Linked DNA regions of Sus scrofa: all the other regions are linked to region 1. The links are chromatin contacts, called in public Hi-C maps. All regions are on one chromosome and are shown on one strand. The core of a region is the stretch at or near the end of the contact, and the rest is flanking DNA. Distances in the headings are between cores, read along the strand shown. Region 1 overlaps UBE4B (ubiquitin conjugation factor E4 B). Region 2 overlaps PGD (6-phosphogluconate dehydrogenase, decarboxylating). Region 3 overlaps KIF1B (kinesin-like protein KIF1B).

Evidence for each region. Hi-C and Micro-C count contacts between places; a contact is called where the count stands out from the background.
Region 2: a contact with region 1 is called in a Hi-C map of embryonic fibroblasts, with 2.9 times the contacts expected there. The contact joins two enhancer-like sites. A contact is called at or near these places in 2 of 47 Hi-C or Micro-C datasets (embryonic fibroblasts and heart right ventricle) and 1 of 2 datasets of contacts at active chromatin or transcription factors (alveolar macrophages).
Region 3: a contact with region 1 is called in a Hi-C map of heart right ventricle, with 3 times the contacts expected there. The contact joins two enhancer-like sites. A contact is called at or near these places in 1 of 47 Hi-C or Micro-C datasets (heart right ventricle) and 1 of 2 datasets of contacts at active chromatin or transcription factors (skeletal muscle).

Annotation. Positions count from the first base shown.
Region 1 is chr6:70,439,880-70,443,104 of Sscrofa11.1, reverse strand. The region is part of intron 20 of UBE4B (ubiquitin conjugation factor E4 B); the gene reads right to left. Among named protein-coding and RNA genes, the nearest start is that of KIF1B, 54 kb to the left of the region's middle. Within about 2 kb of position 1,589, at least 7 of the 83 cell types and tissues checked have an H3K27ac peak or open chromatin away from gene starts, as enhancers often do.
Region 2 is chr6:70,692,481-70,695,705 of Sscrofa11.1, reverse strand. PGD (6-phosphogluconate dehydrogenase, decarboxylating) reads right to left here. Exons shown (of 14, transcript XM_003127557.4): 14 at 3,009-3,225. Among named protein-coding and RNA genes, the nearest start is that of APITD1, 7.6 kb to the left of the region's middle. Within about 2 kb of position 1,780, at least 5 of the 83 cell types and tissues checked have an H3K27ac peak or open chromatin away from gene starts, as enhancers often do.
Region 3 is chr6:70,647,750-70,650,974 of Sscrofa11.1, reverse strand. It overlaps KIF1B (kinesin-like protein KIF1B), which reads right to left. Exons shown (of 46, transcript XM_021095324.1): 36 at 2,978-3,092; 37 at 1,662-1,795; 38 at 819-880. Among named protein-coding and RNA genes, the nearest start is that of TRNAE-UUC, 20 kb to the left of the region's middle. Within about 2 kb of position 1,549, at least 1 of the 83 cell types and tissues checked has an H3K27ac peak or open chromatin away from gene starts, as enhancers often do.

The sequences.
Region 1 (3,225 bases), core at 340-2,839:
GTTTTTAAAAATTTTTTTAAAAATACGCACACATAGGAATTCCCGTCATGGTGCAGTGGTTAACGAATCCAACTAGGAACCATGAGGTTGCGGGTTCCATCCCTGGCCTTGCTCGGTGGGTTAACGATCCGGCGTTGCCATGAGCTGTGGAGTAGACGCGGCTCGGATCCTGCGTTGCTGTGGCTCTGGCGTAGGCCAGCGGCTACAGCTCTGATTAGACCCCTAGCCTGGGAACCTCCATATGCCACGGGAGTGGCCCAAGAAAAGGCAAAAAGACAAAAAAAAAAAAAAAATACAACGCACACATATACACAGGTGATTTACAAGTTGACTGGAAAGACACGGAGCAAAATGTCAACAGAGAGTCTCTCTGAGTGCAGAGATTATCAATGATTTTTCTTTTCTTCTTGGTATTTTTCTATATTTCCCAACGAACGCTTTTTTGGGGCGAAAAAGAAAATCGTTATTTAAAGATAAAAGGAATGAGCTAAGACTTATGGTACGAAGAGGCGAAAGCACTTACGTCTATCCATTAGGCCAACCTTTCTCTACGCTGAGCTGCGCGTCACTTTACCAGCTGTATACACGCGTGGAGCTGGCTTAGCAGAGTCTGCAGGAGGCACGGGGGCTGACACGGAGCCTCGTCCGTGCTCTCAACTGCGCATAAAACCTGTCCTGGATCCTGAACGAGGCAGAGGCCGAGTAATGACCGCTATGACGCATCCCAACACTACATAAAATAAAAAATCCGTTCTTCAAGTTCCCTCAAAATTGCCCAAGTCCTGACCCCCAAGACTGAGTTCTAAGGGGCCGGCCGTGAACTAGATTCCCGCTGGTCGCTTGCTCTTTGCTTCTCTGGCACAAGGCCTGATAAGCCATGCGGACCGCAGGGCCTTTAAACTCGCTGTCCTCGCTGCCTGCTGCTCTGGGGCCAGGATCTTATGGTTCCTTCCTATGGTCTCGGCTTCAGGCCTTTCTCCAAGGCCAGCTCCTCAGAGACTTCCCTGGCCAGGCTTCTGAAACGCACACGGTGCCCCCTCCCAGACTCACTGTCTGGAACTATCTTATTCACCAGTTCAGTGTCTGCCTCCCAGCTAGGAGGCCTCAACCGACGACAGCAGGGAGTCTGACGGCCGAACCACGGCCCTGCAGGGGCACCAGCGCGGACACCCCGGAGGTGCTCCGTCCGTATTTGCTGAATTAGTGATCGAAGCTATGCTGGCTTGCTGACTCGGGTCAGCTTGGGGAAGGGAACAGTCTGGAAGTAAGTCTTGGTTATCAGTGTTCTTCCAGGTTCCGAGAGGCCAAGTTTTGAGAGCTGGCCCTTACAGCACTCACCGCTGTGGTACAAATAAAATACTCGTATTTTGAAACTCAGTGTTATTTTTGGAGCAACAATTTGACCCGAAGCATTGTCCAAACTAGAATACTCTCTCTGGGGTGTCAAGGAGGAGCCTGTCACAGAGAGCAACCTCTGGGTCATGTCTGAGAGTACGACCCGCTCGGGAGCCAGGACCTAGGTCAGCAGACCTAGGTCAGCAGGACTTAGCATGGACTTGACAGACACGTGGGGCAGTGTCTGGGATGCCTACTGCAGGGCTCTGCTGGCGCCAGCCCGCAATGACACAGGAGGGACAGCGCAGCAGTCAGGAGCACCTGTGCCAAAGCCCAGCTGCTGGCTGCCGACCTTCAGCAAGCTTCTTGACCTTTCTAAGCTGCAGTTTCCTCATTTGTACCAAGGAGATATTTATAGCGCCCCTCTTGAGGACTGCTGTGAGGATTAAGTGGAGGATTAGTAAATATTCAATACGCAGTGGCTATTATTAGCAGGGTATCATTTGTGGGGAGAGGTGGTGCAGGGCCAGAGGGCACACGGCTTCGTGGCAAGAGGGGGGCGGGAGAGGAGAAACACCCTCACCCACAAGCTCCTGGTATCTTCCTGGCAGCGCCCCCCAGGCCCAGCACTGGTCTCACAGGCAAGAGGCCCAGCCCCGTCCTTTATTCTGAAGCACAGTGATAGGCCCCGGGCACTGAGTTCAAAATGCTTTGCTTTTTTTTTTCTTTCTTTGCCAGGTCCACAGCATGAGGAAGTTTTCAGGCCAGGGATTAAACCCATGTCACAATGGCAACAACGCTGGATCCCTTCACCACCAGGCCACCAGGGAATTCCTCAGAATGCACTTAACTGAATTTTCTGTGCTTAACACTAACCATACATGTTTACTGTACAAGGAAGATGTTGCGATCTTTTTTTTTTTTTTTTTTTTTTTTTTTGTCTTTTGTCTTTTTAGGGCCGCACCCGCAGCAGATGGAAGTTCCCAGGCTAGGGGTCGAATTGGAACTGTTGCTGCTGGCCTGCACCAGAGCCACACCAGCGCCAGATCTGAGCTGCGTCTGCGACCTAAATATACCACAGCTCACGACGATGCCGGATCCTTAACCCACTGAGCAAGGCCAGGGATCGAGCTGGCCCCCCTCATGGTTCCTCATAGGATTTGTTTCCCCTGCACCACGATCAGAACTCCCAGATCATTTTTAGAAAAGAAAAAACCACCCACAATTCTACCAACTCAAAAATAACCAACTCGCTGTTAATATTTCGGTGTATGTTCTCCCATAGTTTTACACACTCACGTGTGTCTGTACCAAACTGTGGTCACACGTTACGTGCTATTTCATTACATGGCATTTTCTCCACTTTCTATTACTTAACCGCTGAAACGCTGAACTGTTTCTCATGGCTCATACAGATCCACTGAATGGATAAACTATAATTCACTTAAATGATCCACAACTGGCATGAATTTAGGGCTTTTAAAATATCGTCACTCCACCACATGCTAAATGCAAACACAGTGAACGCTGTTATAAACATTTACACACAGTTATAATTATTTCCACAGGACAGAGTCCTGGAAATGACGTTTACATGTAAGAGTGTGTGCTGGTTACTTAGTTGCTGGCCGTCAGTCCCAATCCACCCCTTACACTCCGCTCTGTGTGTGGGGCTGGGACCCACTCTTGGGCGTCCCTTTGCCGGCGGGCCTCTGCTGGGACTGCCGACAGGGGGCGCTGCAGGGGAACAGGAAAACCGAAGGAGCAGTTGGCTCCAGCTTCCAGCCTCGTTCCACACTCGCAGGACCCGCAACCTTGGTCGCCCCGAGAGACACCAGCAGCACAAGTGTCCTCCCTCAGGCCTGGGTCCAAGTTCTGTCCGAACCCTCA
Region 2 (3,225 bases), core at 531-3,030, 250 kb before region 1:
GGATGTTGCTGCTCTTTTTAGCCCAGTGAAGAGCAAGCATGTAAACTGGCCACTAGGTGTCGGCATTGAGCCGCACGTGCACCTTCCAGCCACTGGTGAGCAGTTAACCCTGAGCCCCTCCCTGCCTTGTTCCAGGGGCCCTTTTACATCTCAGCTGCCCAAAGAGGTAGGCACGTTTCCCCTTTTACCACGTTTTATATTTAAGGGAAGAGGGTCACAGGGGTGGAAGAACTTAGTCTGAGGTTAAACTGCTAGGAAGTGGTAGAACCCAGATTTATACCAGCAGCTTGGCTTCTGAGTCCAGGCTCTCGTCCACTCTTGTCCCACTGCCCTCACCATAAATAAGGAGACCACAGGTTTCCTGAGGCCTTTTCAGCTGGATTAAATAGGACACCATTACTGTTTAGCATTTATTTTCCCTGAAATTGCACTGTAAAATGCCAACTCAGAAGCCAGTCTCCATCAGCTGTTGTATGTTTTCTAGGAGCCCATGAAGTCAAGACTTTCAAATTGTCTCACCACCAAACCAACGGTTCCCAGCACAGTGCCTGGCACATAGTAGGTATACAATAAATCTGCCAGTGAATAAATGAATTGTACACATTGAGCGGTAAGATAGGCTAAAGATTAAGTGCGTGGATTCTGGCACCAGATTGTGGGGCTTGAATTTCAGTTCTGCAGGAGCCTCGTGACCTCAGACAAGTTTGCATCTTTGTAAATCTTACATCATCCAAGGTAAATTGGGGATAATCATGGCACCTGCTTCAGAGGCGGTTGTAGTAAATGAGTAAATTTAAAACAGTGCCTGGAGTTCCCGTTGTGGCGCAGTAGAAATGAACCTGACTGGTATCTGTGAGGACTCGAGTTCCATCCCTGGCCTCCCTCAGTGGGTCAAGGATCCAGTGTTGCCATGAGCTGTGGTGTAGGTTGCAGATGCGGCTTGGATCCTGTGTTGCTGTGGCTGAGGCCACGAGGTGAAGGTGCCGTGCACCTTTCCAGCTGATGGCGCCCGCTGGGGTCCCAGCCAGTAGCCCCAGCATCAACCACCTGACAAATGAAGATGACCCTGGCCATGGAATCCCCCCCGCCCCCCCAGCGTCAGTCTTCCTAGCTGAGGCCTCAGACATTGTGGGACAGACAAGCTGTACCCCAAACCCTTCCAAATTCCTGACCCTCAGAATGAGGAGAATAATAAAAATGGTGGTTAATGTTACACCACTGAGTTTGGGGTGGTTTGTCACACACCAAGCAGTAGTAAGTGGAACAGCATGTCTGTCACTAGACGGCGACCGCGTCTGCCGACATACGTGCTAGTCAGGTGTTTACATCCCCGAGGTCTCCTACCCTCCTAGGAAGATGGCTGCACATCTGCGTCAGAGAAGTGTAGCACCTGCAAATCCCCTCCCAATGCCTCTGCTGAGAAATCCTGTCTAATGCATGTCTCTGTCCCCACTAAAGCAGAAAGAAGCTGTGGCTGATGTCACAACAGGCCTGCAACTTCTGCCAAGGAAGGCCCTTTGCTGGAAAACCCTAGATGGCCCCTACGGCAGTTTGGCTGGACAGGACTGACTTGGCTGGGGGCAGAACCCCAGCGTGGCCACCTCTGTCCCCTTTTAGAATTGTTCCACTACTCTTCAGCAGGAGGTAGGTAATAAATAGTAAACCTTAAACAGTATGCCCCGTGGCCGACACGAACTCAGCCCGCAGAACAGCTGTGTGACGTTGGTATTCGCAGCACCCGCTTCTCCAGATAAGCAAGTCCCCAGGCAGAGGTTAACATGTAGCATGACAGCGAAGTAGTGGTGGAGCCAAGTTTTGGGCCCAGGCTCCTAACCAGTAGCCTAGGCTGCCTTTGCTAGCGCTAACGGAGTTTTTTATTGATAGATTTTTCAAATAAGTTACAGGGTATAATATTCAAAAGCCATGAAATCATAGATAGTAAAAAAACGTCTCCCTGTCAAGGACCTAGGCCAAGGACTGGTCTATCCTTTTTTTTACTTTGTCTTTTTATCGCTGTGCCTGCAGCATATGGAGGTTCCCAAATCAGAGCTGTAGCCACTAGCCTACACCTACACCAGATCTGAGCCTCGTCTGTGACCTACACCATAGCTCACAGCATTGCTGGATCCTTAACCCACTGAGTGAGGCCAGGGATCAAACCTGCAACCTCATGGATGCCAGTCAGATTCGTCTCCACTGAGCCACAATGGGAACTCCTGTTCTTTTAACAATAAAAGTAGCATCTGTTTATTTTGCCCTTTCTGTGCCAGAATGGCCACGCCTGGGAGCTTGCTAGAGACGCAGAGTGTGCCCCACCCCAGACCTGCCGAATCAGAATCTACCTCCCCACCAGGCAGATGAGGGAGGGGTTATGGCAGTGGTGTGTCCTCTGAAGATGTTTGTCTTAACTGCATAAACTTGAGCAACAGAGGCGCCCCACTAGGAACTTTCTGAGGGCTGCCTTGCGAAGTGCATTCCCTGGGGAGTGCCGAGGGGCGACATCTGGTTTCCAACCCTCAGAAATACCGCTGCTTCAGGCACAGGCATTCCCTGAAGTGGTGATGATAATAATTACCATTTATACAGGCGCTTGTCACGTGGCATGTTGGCCTGTTTTCACTAGATCATTCCTCACAACAGCCTGAAGGAGGCAGGCGAGATTATTACCCCCACTTTACACACGAGAAAACTGAGGCCACGGATACTAAATAATTTGCCCAAAGTCATACAGCTGTTAAGTCATAAGCCAATCCCCTCACGTGTGACCATCTCATCCTTCCCGCCCGAGTTTATTACCCAGCTTCCGCGTTTCCGGTGTCATGGTTGGGGTCTTTCTTTTTTTTTAAAGAAAACAAAGAGGGAAATATTTAACAAGGCCAGAAGGAAATAAACTCATTCAAATATAACGAAACTGGCTCCACATCTTTCTGCCAGTGAGGCCATGGTTGGTGTGGGTGAGGTGAGAATAGCTAAGAATCTGGAAAAAAGCATTTTCAATATGATTTTCCTTTTTTTTTTTTTTTACTTTTATTAAGTAAAGGGAAAGGGAATTCAGCTGCATGATACAAAGGTTCCAGTTTGATCAAATTCCATAAAAACCTTTCCTACCCATGTGGTGAGAGCCGCTGCCTCTGTCAGGGCAGACTCCCCCTGCCTCCCTAATCCCCCGGGGACGCGGGGACGCTGCCTTCCGGAGCTGGCGAGAACTGTCCCACACACACTGGG
Region 3 (3,225 bases), core at 300-2,799, 210 kb before region 1:
GCATATGGAGGTTCCCAGGCTAGGGGTCAAATAGGAGCTATAGCTGCCGGCCTATGCCACAGCCACAGCAACTCAGGATTGGAGCCGAGTCTGCAACCTACACCACAGCTCATGGCAACACTGGATCCTTAACCCGCTGAGTGAGGCCAGGGATCGAACCCGCAACCTCATGGTTCCTAGTCGGGTTCGTTAACCACTGAGCCACGACGGGAGCTCCAAAGTCTTCTTTTCTAATCTCAATCTTACCTTGGGCCTTGATTCCAATACTTTCTCTCAAATTTACATTAAATGTTTTTTAAAAACCCTGATTTTTGTCCATGTTCCACTTTACCAACACAGAAATGTACGTTGCTACTTAAGGCCATCAGGCTGGAGGAAAAACAGCAGTCCAGGGAGACATGAGGACACAGAACAAGTTCAAGGTAATAATTTGTCCTTCTAGAGCATAGGAAGTTCAAATTCTAGTTTGATAGCACCTGTAAAGTTATACTGTCAAGTTATCTTTGGGGCTAAGGTGGGGAGGGAGATGGTTCTGAAGTTTTCCAAGCCAAATTCATTCTGACACACTCGGATGTTCTAAAGTATCCAGAGCCCAGTAACATTCTGTTTCATCTAGTTTTTACAACTGCATTGCATGTCAGAAACCAAAGAGTGCTGTAACTCAGAAAAAGCTAACTCCTACCATGCCACCAAAGTGGCTTGTAAAATAAAACTGGTTTCTAAAAAATGTTTATCTATCCTTCATGGGTTGGGTAGGTTTTTGATATAATATGCTCTAATTATGCAGAGATCACTACCACCCCCGATCTAGAGCTTACCTGGACTACCTGTGTCTGCCATTTTGCATAAACTGAGTTCATAAATTCCAGTGACTCGATTGCTGTTTGAATTAAAACAAATAAACTGCTTAATTATAGCACAAAAACACGAAAAATCTCAATTCTCTCGACTTAAAGCACTGTCTCCTCTGCTGGGACTACAACCCACCCTCAAATACAATTACAGACACTTCTCATCAGTTACTCTTCCTTTCCTATTCAGAACTTCTGTATATTTTTTTCTAGGAGGAAAAACTTTTGAACATTCTTATTTCAATGGATAAATAAAACGGAATCATAAACTAGATAATTTATAATACAAATGTAAAAATTAAACATTTACCCTTTTTTACCAGAAGAAGGAAGAGATGAGGGAGGTAAAAGTCTGACTAGAATGAAATGATAAACATCAACTTCTGAGAAGTGTGATGAGCAAGGTACTAACTCTCTCAGTTACACCTGATTTTTAAGCTGGTTCTTGATGCACAGGTATTGAGGGTGTTGTTTTCAACGTATGTTTACAGATCTTAAACATAAATCTTAAAAAAAAGAAAATCCCAATGGTAAACTTAGAAATAAGAATGACATTTAAAAGAACACTCAGTCCCTGCCGAACTGTTTGAGAAGTGTTGACATGTCATGTTCCTTTCTGCACTACCTCATCTATCTGTCAGCACACGATGAGATGCCAGCATTTAAGTCACTGCACTCTAGGCATCAGTTACCAAAACAGCTTACAGGTTGTGAACGAACCCTGAGAACAGCAGCTACAGATACCCAGAAGACTAGCTGATTCTGTGCAGGGCAATCCAACCAGAAGCTAAACTTGTCTCAAAAACTCACGAGTCTGGTGACTTTGAATAGCCGCTGCCGAAGAGGCTGCGCAGGGAGCGAGGCGGTGAGATCTTGGCGTCCCGGGAGTAGAAGACCATGCACACATCCTTGGTGATGACGGCGGGCTGGATGCAGTGATCCAGCTGAAAGCAGACAGGGCGGGCGCGGGTTAAACGCACACTGAGCACCTGTGACCTGTGATCACAGACGGGGCGCTATCATATTTAGAAAGCTGGTCCCACATGTTGGGGTGGAAGACTTCAGCTCTACCAATTATTTCAACAGCAAACCAATACACAGCATCTTTAAGGTCAGGTGGTATTCCTTGCAGATGCATTTATTTTTCTCAAAAAATGTTCAAAGTTTTTCCTGTGATAATGGCTAACATGCCAAGCACTGTTCTAAATCCTTGTCTACAGCCTCTCAACAGCTTTTGAGGTAAATGTTATTTACTGTCACCCCTGTTTAGGAGATGGGGAAACTGAGGCACAGAGAGATGAAGTCACTTGTCCAAGGACATGAGAGCAGTAAGTGGCAGTACAGGAACTCGAGCTCAGAGAGGCTACTTCTCCAGAGTCTGTGCTGCTCACCACTACTAGCCCTGGTCCACAACTACAAAAACAACAGGTGGGTTTTTTTTGCCAAGCCTGTGGCATGCAGAAGCTCCCAGGCCAGGGATCGAACCCATGCCACAGCAGTGACCTGAACCACTGCAGGGACAAGACCAGATCCTTAACCCACTGTGCCACATGGGAACCCCAAGAGGTAGTTTTCTTAAAATCATACATTCTTTGAAGAATAGATATTAGGCTAGTAAAGCTGAAGCTACAATATAAGTTATGTGGCTTTTTTTTTTTTTTTTTTTTTGTCTTTTTGCCATTTTCTTGGGCTGCTCCCGCGGCATACGGAGGTTCCCAGGCTAGGGGTCTAATTGGAGCTGTAGCCACCGGCCTACGCCGGAGCCACAGCAACTCGGGATCCGAGCCACGTCTGCGACCTACACCACAGCTCATGGCAACACTGGATCCTTAACCCACTGAGCAAGGGCAGGGACCGAACCCGCAACCTCATGGTTCCTAGTCGGATTCGTTAACCACTGCTCCACGATGGGAACTCCTATGTGGCTTTTTGATTAACTAGAGATGAGAACAGAATCTAATATAATCAGAAGAGTAAGCAAAGTATACTAAAATAAGTAGCTTAACGATATAGAGGGAGCAAGGAAGACAAAAATCAGTCACATCTTTCCTCCCCACTTCCTGGTATAATGTGCCCACTGTTCAGGGCTGGCCGTTCATGGCCACTCAGGTTCTGGGTCTTCTCACCTCCAGGTAGGCTGACAAGGTCATGTAGATCTTTTCCCCATAGGGTGTCACCCGGTTCAGAAGGAGGGAGTTGTGGAGGGAGCTATCCCACACGGCCTCGAAACGATAGAAGGTCCTAAGGTCAAAAAGGCAGAGGGAGTCACCCAAAAGCAGCTGATGTCATCTTGGTCCAGGTCCTGTCACTGTCAGGAATACTGCAGAATCCTACACCAACCAACGCTTCCAATGTACTGAGCTCTACCAGCAGA